2 separate regions of the Drosophila melanogaster genome follow, and region 2 is linked to region 1. Evidence: chromatin contacts called from public Hi-C data. All regions are on one chromosome and are shown on one strand. The core of a region is the stretch at or near the end of the contact, and the rest is flanking DNA. Distances in the headings are between cores, read along the strand shown. Region 1 holds the start of lncRNA:Hsromega (Heat shock RNA omega). Region 2 holds the start of sp3 (spermathreecae).

Region 1 (4,682 bases), core at 1,912-4,411:
GATACCAAGTTGAAAGTCAACTTTTTCCGTGTAGCTCCTCAGCTGGCGTTCCTTTCGGAATTGGATTGGGACCTTTTTCGAGCGTGAAAGTGCTCGGGACCTAATTGAGCTTACATGCCTGCTGGCCAACTTGGAGGCGATGCCAATGCCGATATAGTCCTTAACGTGGCCCCACGGCGCAATGGGGCGTAAGACAAAGTGTCAACACTGGGACAAATCGGGCAAACTAATTAAACTGTCGGAGGGCTAACTCAACGCGAAGCTGCAAGATACTACCAGAGCAGATGCAATTCCTAAGGGACGATGCGCGAAAAAATGGGGGAAACTCCCACAACTGCAGGTGCAGATGGAGACAGAGCAAGCACAAACAAACACTCCCACGGATAAATCAGATTCAGGACATGGACATGGATGCTCGAAAGGTTAACACTACGCGTGGTCGTTTCCGTGGTGCGATATCGTGGGTCGTGGGACGTGGATATAGTCATCCGCCCCTGGGGCGACCGCGTTGTCAACGGATTCGCGTCTGAATGAGGACTGCTGGCACTGCGGCCGCGGCAGCTCGTTTTTCAGGCCAAATCGGGCCGATAAGAGCCGAAGGACAGGAACCGACTAAATGTAGGTCCTTGTTGCCAAACCGCGCCCGCCTTTGGCAGCCACTGCCTTTCGCTTCGGCTCTTCGACTCTGCGACTCGGACCTAAGGAAGGAGTGGGCCTGTGCCTGTTCCAGTGCCACCCACTCGGGCGTTCGTTCGCTCGGTCGGGCGGTCGGTCGTCCTTGTCGCCTATGTACTCCACTCGGTGAGCGCTGAACCAACGGCCCTCAAATGCAATGACAGAGCTCTCCTATATGTTTATGCCCGTAGTTTTCTACCGTTCCCGTTCCGTACTTTTCGCAGGCTTAGCGCACAACTTTGTAGGCTTAAAACTGAAGGACCACATTTGGCAATATCCAAGGTTGGATCGTTGAAATGTCAGGGCGACCGAGTGGGAGGCTGTGTTTCCTCGAACCATCTCATGCCATCTCAAACACACACCTCCAGTTGGGTGTGGGATTCGTAATCATCATATGCTCATTTTGGGTCCTCCATCATAAATATGTTTATTGTGCCATTTGACTTCTGGCTATTGTTTGTTGCGTGTGTCAGCCTGCGGCAGGAAACAAAACAAACCGAAACGAAACGAACCGAACCAAAGCAAACCATACAGAGAGCAACAAGAGGGGCACACGGCGTATACGCAATTTCCGAGCTGCCTCCATTATGCTGCCGCTTTTGTTGCTCGTGTCAATTGCTTTTGTCCGTCCGTTTGTTTATGATTATGTGCCTTTTCCTTGCAATTGTTGCCTGTGCAACTTGGCTTAATGGCGGGTCAGGAAGATGCTTCCGCCTCGTTATGGACATTGCTTAAGCTGGGTCGGCAATTAAATCTCTGTCCACCGATACAAAATAATCCAAACTTTGCATACTTTTTGTTTGAAGTTTAATGACAGTTTTCAAGTTTCGCCGCTCAGCTCGTTAGAGTTTAGTTGGCGCTCAAAACTGAGCACTCTGTTGCTCAAGGATGTGCTGAAATCACTCACAGTGCCACTCACTCATTCACCCACCCACGTCAGTCTTTCGGAGGGAGTAGGTATCTACCCATCCCGAGGTCGATTGAGCGCAGGATGCGCGTGCGTTTGCAACAGCTGGCTTTCCTGCTCAGCCAGCGGCCAAAGGTTCAAAAACCTTGTGTTTGGTTCAGCACTCGCAAACATTTGGACACTCGCCAGGCTACACTGAACGCATTCGGGGGTGGTTTTTGCCCAACCGTACCATTCTCTCCGAACAATAGAACATTGTGAGGGTTTCAATGCTCGAGTAGGTAGATGTTTGCCTACCCGGATTAGGATAGGTATAAAAATAAACTCTCAATATATTCCGAAAAGTACTTTGAAGAGCTATTTATATACCTAATTAAGTAACTAATAATTAGATTGAAGAAACCTAATGGAAGGTTTTTTGTAAACTTTATTTGAAAACAACCATCTGACTAGGAAAAGAGACGGACAATGTTATATCGATTTCGTCCATTATTTCCATTAATATTTTTTCATATTTTTATTATTCCGTTTTTTATATCGTTTTGACAAGAAAAAATGTTGCCAACACCTACAAGCCAGCCAAAACTGTCACGGCCACACTTTTGAACAATTTTTAATTTCTTATCATTTTATTAATTTTGTTCGCCAGTTTCTACCGATATTACTAAAAAAATTGAATTTACTTGCTGAGTAACGGGTATCTCATAGTTGGAAAACTCGATTATAGAACTCTCTCTTGTTTTTAAATGTCTGTCATTATCGATAAGCGTGGGTATTTTATTTTACAATACGGCGCCATAATTGACATCTACAACTGTGTTCTTTATTGGTACTACTGGGTTGACATCGGGTTTTTACATGTATCTTACATTGGAAAACTACGTACGCATTAGATAAATGTTTGCCTTGTTTTAACTAAACTTATATGCATTTTAATGAAAACGATATTTCTATAAAATGTAACCAAATTTGTGTGTTTTAATTTTTATTTATTTCTTCACGACGAAATTAATCGATATTCTTTCGTTAAATTCGGCATGGAAAAAGCAACCCTGTGAATCAATAAAAAAAAGCATGCGGTCCCTCTCTCGAAAACTGAACATTATTTGTCTCCTTCTGGATATTTCCATTCTACACTAATCAACAAGAATTGCTTTATTTTTTTCGAAAGCGATGTACATTTGTACATAATATATATATTTTTTCCGCATTTGTTTATTGTAACCACATAGCTTTAGAGCAGTAATTAAAGCATAAGAAAGAATATCGCTGAAGCACGAAATTCTTAGACATTATATGTGTGCATATTCAGATTTGGTTAGTATGTGCAGTAGTTTCCAGAACACAAGAGAAAAATCCATATGTATGTGCTTAACCGGCTTACCCACCTTTCTCACGAAATGAGGGTAGTTTTTGTAGCACAGTGATGTAGACACTCGTGAGAAACCGTAGGAGCACGTATACGATGTATGTATATAGTGTACTCGCTCCAACCCCAATGCCGCAGACCCGAGAGACAGGCAGATTTTTCCCGAACCCAGCGGTTGGGTATAAATAGAGCCGCCTCAGTCCGGTCACGTCACTCTCAAATGAAAAGTGTTCAAGTGCATTCAAAGTGAAGCTGAAAAAATAACCAGTTAAAAATAGTACAAAGAAATTTTCTTTCTTGCAATTTGCAAGCAGTAGCTACAACCAAAAATGGAAAAGTGTAAAAATCGTGTCCCAGCAGACGAGCAGCAGCAGTACGAGTATTGCAAAATGCAGGGGCAAGGGCCCACGTAGTATTTTTCCACGTCGGGCATTTAATGCTCTCGAGTTGGAAACAATGAAACCATACGCAAACCCCCTGGAAAAGATGTGATTAGTCATCGATTTTGCTGGTCAGCGTCGGGGAATTTCGCAATGCAGCAGGCAGTTTTCTCAAATTTGGCTAGAAAGTGACCCACTAGGCAGTCTGAGGCAGTTATCCAGGATGTAAGGATGTGTGCAGTACTCTCTGTGTCGAATGGCGATGGCCCTGACCTGCGGATTTTGAAAGATTGAAATAGGAAGCCAGGTATACATACACAGCAACGAATGCAGCGTGTTCTATATTCTTAATTCGTAAGCCAAACCTATGTTTAAGACGTAGTTTATATAACCGTACATATGTATGTAGCGAAACACGTTTTCAAACGTCGCATCGAAGCCATTTCTTCTGCAGCCATTGCAATTTCATCGTGTTGCGTAATCGCAAATTGTAAATGTGTCCCTACTACTTCACATTTGTGTGTATCCAAGTCGAAAGTTCTCGAACTATTCTCGTGAGCAACCCCCGGATCGAAAGGCCACCAACTGGCTCGTTCTCTCTCTCCAGAAACAGCTTACTCTTACGTTTACAATTGACTCTCTACCTATCGGGTATACACATTTTTATATATGTATACACTCAGAGACACCCCAATCCCCCACCATACATATGGCGAGATGTGTGAATGTATCGCAGTTGGACGAAAACGGCAGCTGCGCAGAAAACGCTGCGGCGTACATACAAACGAGCTCTTTGTTTGCCTTTCCCCAGTTTTGCTTCCCCATACGTATAACTGGTGTTTATCAGCGGTAATCTCGCCAGCCTGACTTTGTCCCTGTCGCTTCTATTGACATTCTAAACTAGATTGTAGACGTTTTAACATTTACCTAGCTGTTAATCTTATTTGTAAACATCTCTATATGCAACCTGCCATACCACTTAACCAAGCAATATGTATTTCTTTCTCTAAACTTTATAGTTGGGCGTTGAAAGTTGATATCGATATCGATCCGTGAAAAGTCGATACCCTGCGCAAGCATGGGGCGGCATATGGGTGCTGAAAACGCACTCGGCCCGATCCCGATTGCAGCGTTATTCGAAAGCTGTGTCTGCGACCGTGACTGAGATCATATGCGTACATATATCTAATGTCCGGGGTCGTAGGCCAGCCAGGGTGCTCGATTCTGTCAGATTGATTGTGCGGATTGTGTTATAGGAACACTGGTGTATCGACTTCTCTGCTCCACTATGGGTGAAGGATACCCTACCGAAAAGGCCTTCTGTCGCTTACTATCATCGAACAAGTTCCGT
Region 2 (5,046 bases), core at 800-3,299, 220 kb after region 1:
ATTCATATTCCCCAAGCACCAGGCAAAAGGACCTCGAGCGCGTGTCCTGGTCCCTGCCTACCGCCCTCCCTCCCCGAGGATCGATTAGCTCGTTTGCAATTCAATTTGAAGCACAGAATTCGCCGTGTTTTCTGCGTGACTGTGTCATATATCTTTTTTATGAATGGATTCCGTGAATGATGAGCCGGCTTAGCCGGATGGCAGGGCGTTTGATTTGCCTGATCCGCCACTTGCGACTGTCCGATGCCGTGGCAGGCAGCCGTATTCCGGGTGGCAGGTGCATCCAGCCACCAGCACTCGGCACTCACCGGCCAACTAACAACTATCGCCGTGCCACTTACGGTAATTAACTGCGAGATGCTGAGCGCCGTTCGTCAGTTCCTCAGCCATAACCTCATCGGCGTGTCCTGTCCCGTGCCTTCATCCCCGTCGGAATGAAGGCAGCTCAAAGGACCAGGAGTCGCATAAAAACGTGCCTACATTGTTTTCTCATCAAGGCGCACAACATTTGTCATAAATGCGCAACGCTGGCCCCGTCCCCATAGTAATTTGATTGGGCCATTTACAAGATGAGCACCAGGATCTGCATGTTCCCCAAATTGATTTGTGCTCTTTTAATGTCCTGCGCTTTATTAAAAGAATTGTTTTTCCAGAAATCAGCTTGCAATGGGGAAGGGAATATGAAATATGGTTTTATCAGAACATCTTGAAACGAGACTTTACCAAATCGATTTTCACCATCCCCAAACTGGGGGCTTCAACCCGTTTTAACGGCTGCCATAATCGCACCCAGCCGCAAACTGACGGGAAAAAGTTGATTGATGATAATGACCCAAATTCGTAAATAAACGATAGCATCGTTATTATCATTGCATCTGACTTGTAGCCATTTTTTCAAGGCTTTTTAAGGAACGCACAAAGCTTTTCGATAGTAATTACATATAAAATTTTAAATATGTTAGATTGCACGGATGGGATCGTATATGTAGGTTAAACTAAAAATTCACGGTTGTATGATTTTTAGATTCAATACTGCCTCACGCATCTTTTTCATCAAGGTACTATATAGTTTCTAAGAACAAACTGGACCATCTAAACCAAAACTTGAAAGCCATATTGCAGTAGTCATGTAATCGCATATATAAAATATGTATGTTTATATATTTAATGCAAAGAGATGTTGCGTGCGGTAGATTTTAAATGTTTGCTCTCTTTTTATGAATATTTAAAATGGCATATATCTGTGTGACTATGTCTAGATGAAAACGCTACTCCTTGCTATACTGACCACTACTCTTTAAAAGCTTAACTGAAACTTGCTATACTGACCACTACTATCTAAAAGCTTAACACAGATTATTTAAACATTTTCTTATTTTAACTTGGTAATTATTATTTTACTAAATAATATTTAGACCTCGTAAATAAGTAATCAAAAATGTATATAGTGGCGCCATCGGAAACTAAAGTCGGCCGCTACCAGAATAGTAGTTCGGAAGTAGACCGTAAAGGTGGAGCCACTATACATGAAATGCTCAGCGGAGTTTTTGTTCAAATTTGTGTAGAAATAGGATAGAAATGCGGACCATGTAGAATCCAAATAGCAGCTGTGGAGATACTGAAAAATAATGCCGATTAACCAAACACGTTATTTTTAAATATTCTTCTTATTAAGTTAGTACTTATGTATTATCATGAGCCAAAATATGTTAAAAAATCTTAGTTAATTAAGTAATCGAACCTTTTTAGTGTACTGCTTTTTCTATTAATATTAAAAGATATATTAGAAGTATTCCTGTTCTTGATCAAGACCTCTGAAAGTCTCGAGAACTAAAATGCCTAAAAAGTTTAAGTACGTTGTGTAAGTTTGTACTAGAGAAATATTGGAGCCAAAGACAATGTTCTTACTTTATAAAATAACTGATAGATATTATTCTTATCAATGTCGACCAATTTGAAATGAAAGTAATCGGGCAATCGAGAAATCGTGGTAGCCACCATCGATAGTACATGTACCTACAAATGGTACATGGGTTTTTGTCCCATCCGCAGTCTGGTCACATCGGTCATGTCACAAATTTCGTAAACAAAAGAATCGCGAAATTGCTAGTAATAGTTTTCACTGACTTGGTCTGCTGGTCGGGTAATGTCACAAAAGTAGAGTAGAAAATCCAGCCATGGAGGTGTTCCAGACCGACTCGCACTATATCTTCGTGAAGCGGGACAAGAGTTTGTGGTGGCACCGAAGGACGTCTGAGTTCTCCATAAAAGCAGGTAAATTACAGGTCTCTAAACACAATTGACTCAAATGAATCGCATCGTATTTGTGTGGGTGTCGCAATGTTCATCGTTTATTTAATAATCGGAGGTCAATATTGCTACAAAGTTCATTCAGATAAGTGGATGTATCATACGCTTAAAATGAGCAATTGAGCGACTTCCTGAAAATGGTCATTTGTTTTCAGTGTGTATGTGTCACACACTGCGACGTTTTTAGATATTTCAAGGACGCAAGCCTTAAAAGATTCATCGGTCATGAATAATCCCGGAAAGCGGGTTTCTCCAGAACCCCATCTAATCGAATTACTAATTCAGTTCAATCTCGAAATTTGGCAGTAGCTGGTTGACAGCTCAATGCTTTTCAAGTTTGATTCATTGCATTTCATTCCATTAACTAAAAACTTCGTTTCGCCTAAACTTATTATTCCCCATCGAGTTGACATCCTGCTGTTCCTATAACTTAAACAATCAACAGTCGACAATGCGTCTGCAACCGTTAATTGCGTGTTTAGTGCGCAGCAATTACATTTGGATCAATTTGGCGACACGCAACTTGCCTCTATTAACGGACTGTATTGGGATACAAGTCTTCGGATTCCAGGTCCTTGGGGATGGTCACAGTTTGTTTGGCATGACTCATCCGCCGCGTGACCCCTGACCCATACGCAGCCCATAAATCTTTGCCAAGGTCACAGCAGCTGCTCCGCCCGTCAAATTTCATTGTTTGTTGAAAAGCGTGTGTGCTCACGATGAAAAGTGTTTTGCCACCAAAATCAACTTGGTCTAATTTATAAGGGCCACACTTCCATATCGATGTTTAGGGCCAGCAGAGGAAAGCGTAAATTATGGGTTCCAGACAGTTTCCGGCGCTATCTCATTTGGGAGAACCAGATAAACTTGACTGCAAGATAAGATTATGAAGGGGTCTCGCAGCAAGTCGCTTTAAAATGCATGAGCAACTTTTAAACGTGCCACATATAAAAGAATTCCAAGGATGCACGTATCCGGCACGTAAAGTGCAATTGCATATTGCTGTTTTTAGCTGCAGCAGTGGGCTGTGTGGGTGCCTTTCAGATTCGCTGCACAGTAATGAGCGGTTGTAAACCCAAGGGGAAATCATTCCACACGCAACGCCCCAGATGCAAATGTGTAACCTGAAATTACAGGCTTTGTCACTTAAGGGCAGTCCTCATTAGTCGGCGGTCAATATTCGTGCTCACCCAACGAGTAATGCTCTAGTTATTTGTATAAGCTTTGCCAGTTGTTTATTCTGAGAGATTGTTTTATTCAGGGGGCGTACGCTAATCAAATCCCAATAAACCCTAACGAGCAAAAACATGGTCATTAGGCAGATGACATACCTACAAATCATTCATAAAATTGTCGGACAATTTATTCTGACATTTTTGTATTCGGACTTTGGGAAGGAGATTAGGGATCACTGCAATCTTATTGAATCAATACATATGTGCATATTTAGTTACAAAATATGGGATTTTCCATTAAATTAACCACTATTAACCATTATTAATACGTTAAAACCTTTGAGACTTGTTTAAACGGATTATAAGTTTCAAATTTGAATTCCTATAATTTCAGTAATAAAAAGTTGAGTTGTAATGCCTTGAGTATATTTTATTTCCAGGATGGGATCTCAGTTCTGTGGACGACATAGAATGCATTGGCGTGACACACGGAATTGTTGGTGTAATCTCACTGCCCAATGTCTATGAACCCCATTTAGTTGTGGTAAAGGAGGCTTCGGCAGTGGGCGTTCTATATCCACCACACTTGGTGTACAAAATCAAGTCGATATGCATTCTGAGTGCCGACGATCCGGACACCGATTTGCCCAATTGCACCAAGCACACCAAGTGAGTTTATACAACAGGTTATGTTCCTTAGTAATTCATTTATATTTTTAACCAGGAGCAACCAGTCCACGCCCACCCACAGCGTCTCCACCTCCAACAACAACAATGCCAGCGTTCCGTCGAGCGGCGGAGGCTCCTCAAAGAGCACCAAACTATTCGAAGGCATGAACAAGACGTGGGGCGCCGTAAAGAGTGCAGGCAACACTATTAAGAATACTACCCAGCAAGCTGCGAATTTGGCCACCAAGCAGGTTAAGTCATCTGTGGGCATTCGGGAGCCCAGGCATATTGAACGCCGCATAACGGAGGAATTACACAAGATATTCGACGAGACGGACAGCTTTTATTTCAGCTTCGACTGCGATATCACCAACAATCTGCAGCGCCATGAGGCCAAATCGGAGGAAAGTCAGTCTCAGCCGGATGAGAGATTCTTTTGGAACAAGCATATGATAAGAGATTTGATTAACTTGAATGTATGTGTTTCGAAAATTCGTGCCCCTGGCTTAAAATACTAAACCGCTTTATTCGCAGGACAAAACTTGGATACTCCCCATCATTCAGGGATTCATGCAAGTTGAAAATTGTGTCATAGGCAATGAATGCTTCACCTTGGCCTTGGTTTCGCGAAGATCGCGTCATCGTGCGGGAACACGGTAATACTTTTTAGCTTACCGGATCCAATTAATTTATTAAATATTATTCCTACTTAACAACAGCTACAAGAGACGGGGCGTAGACGAAAAGGGAAACTGTGCCAATTACGTAGAAACGGAACAAATACTCTCATTCCGTCATCACCAGCTTTCCTTCACCCAAGTGCGTGGATCTGTGCCTATCTACTGGAGCCAGCCGGGCTACAAGTATCGCCCACCACCACGCCTCGATCGAG

What was found. A called contact is a pair of places that touch in the nucleus more often than the background predicts.
Region 2: a Hi-C map of the Kc167 cell line shows a contact between it and region 1, with 1.9 times the contacts expected there. A contact is called at or near these places in 2 of 107 Hi-C or Micro-C datasets (the Kc167 cell line and the S2 cell line).

The regions. Positions count from the first base shown.
Region 1 is chr3R:21,293,460-21,298,141 of dm6, forward strand. lncRNA:Hsromega (Heat shock RNA omega) reads left to right here and starts at 3,162. Exons shown (of 1, transcript NR_074035.1): 1 at 3,162-4,682. SIFaR (SIFamide receptor) reads right to left here and starts at 539. Exons shown (of 6, transcript NM_001170203.1): 1 at 434-539.
Region 2 is chr3R:21,518,879-21,523,924 of dm6, forward strand. It overlaps sp3 (spermathreecae), which reads left to right and starts at 2,050. Exons shown (of 11, transcript NM_001170204.2): 1 at 2,050-2,274; 2 at 3,926-4,154; 3 at 4,210-4,630; 4 at 4,689-4,810; 5 at 4,874-5,046. The coding sequence starts at 2,178.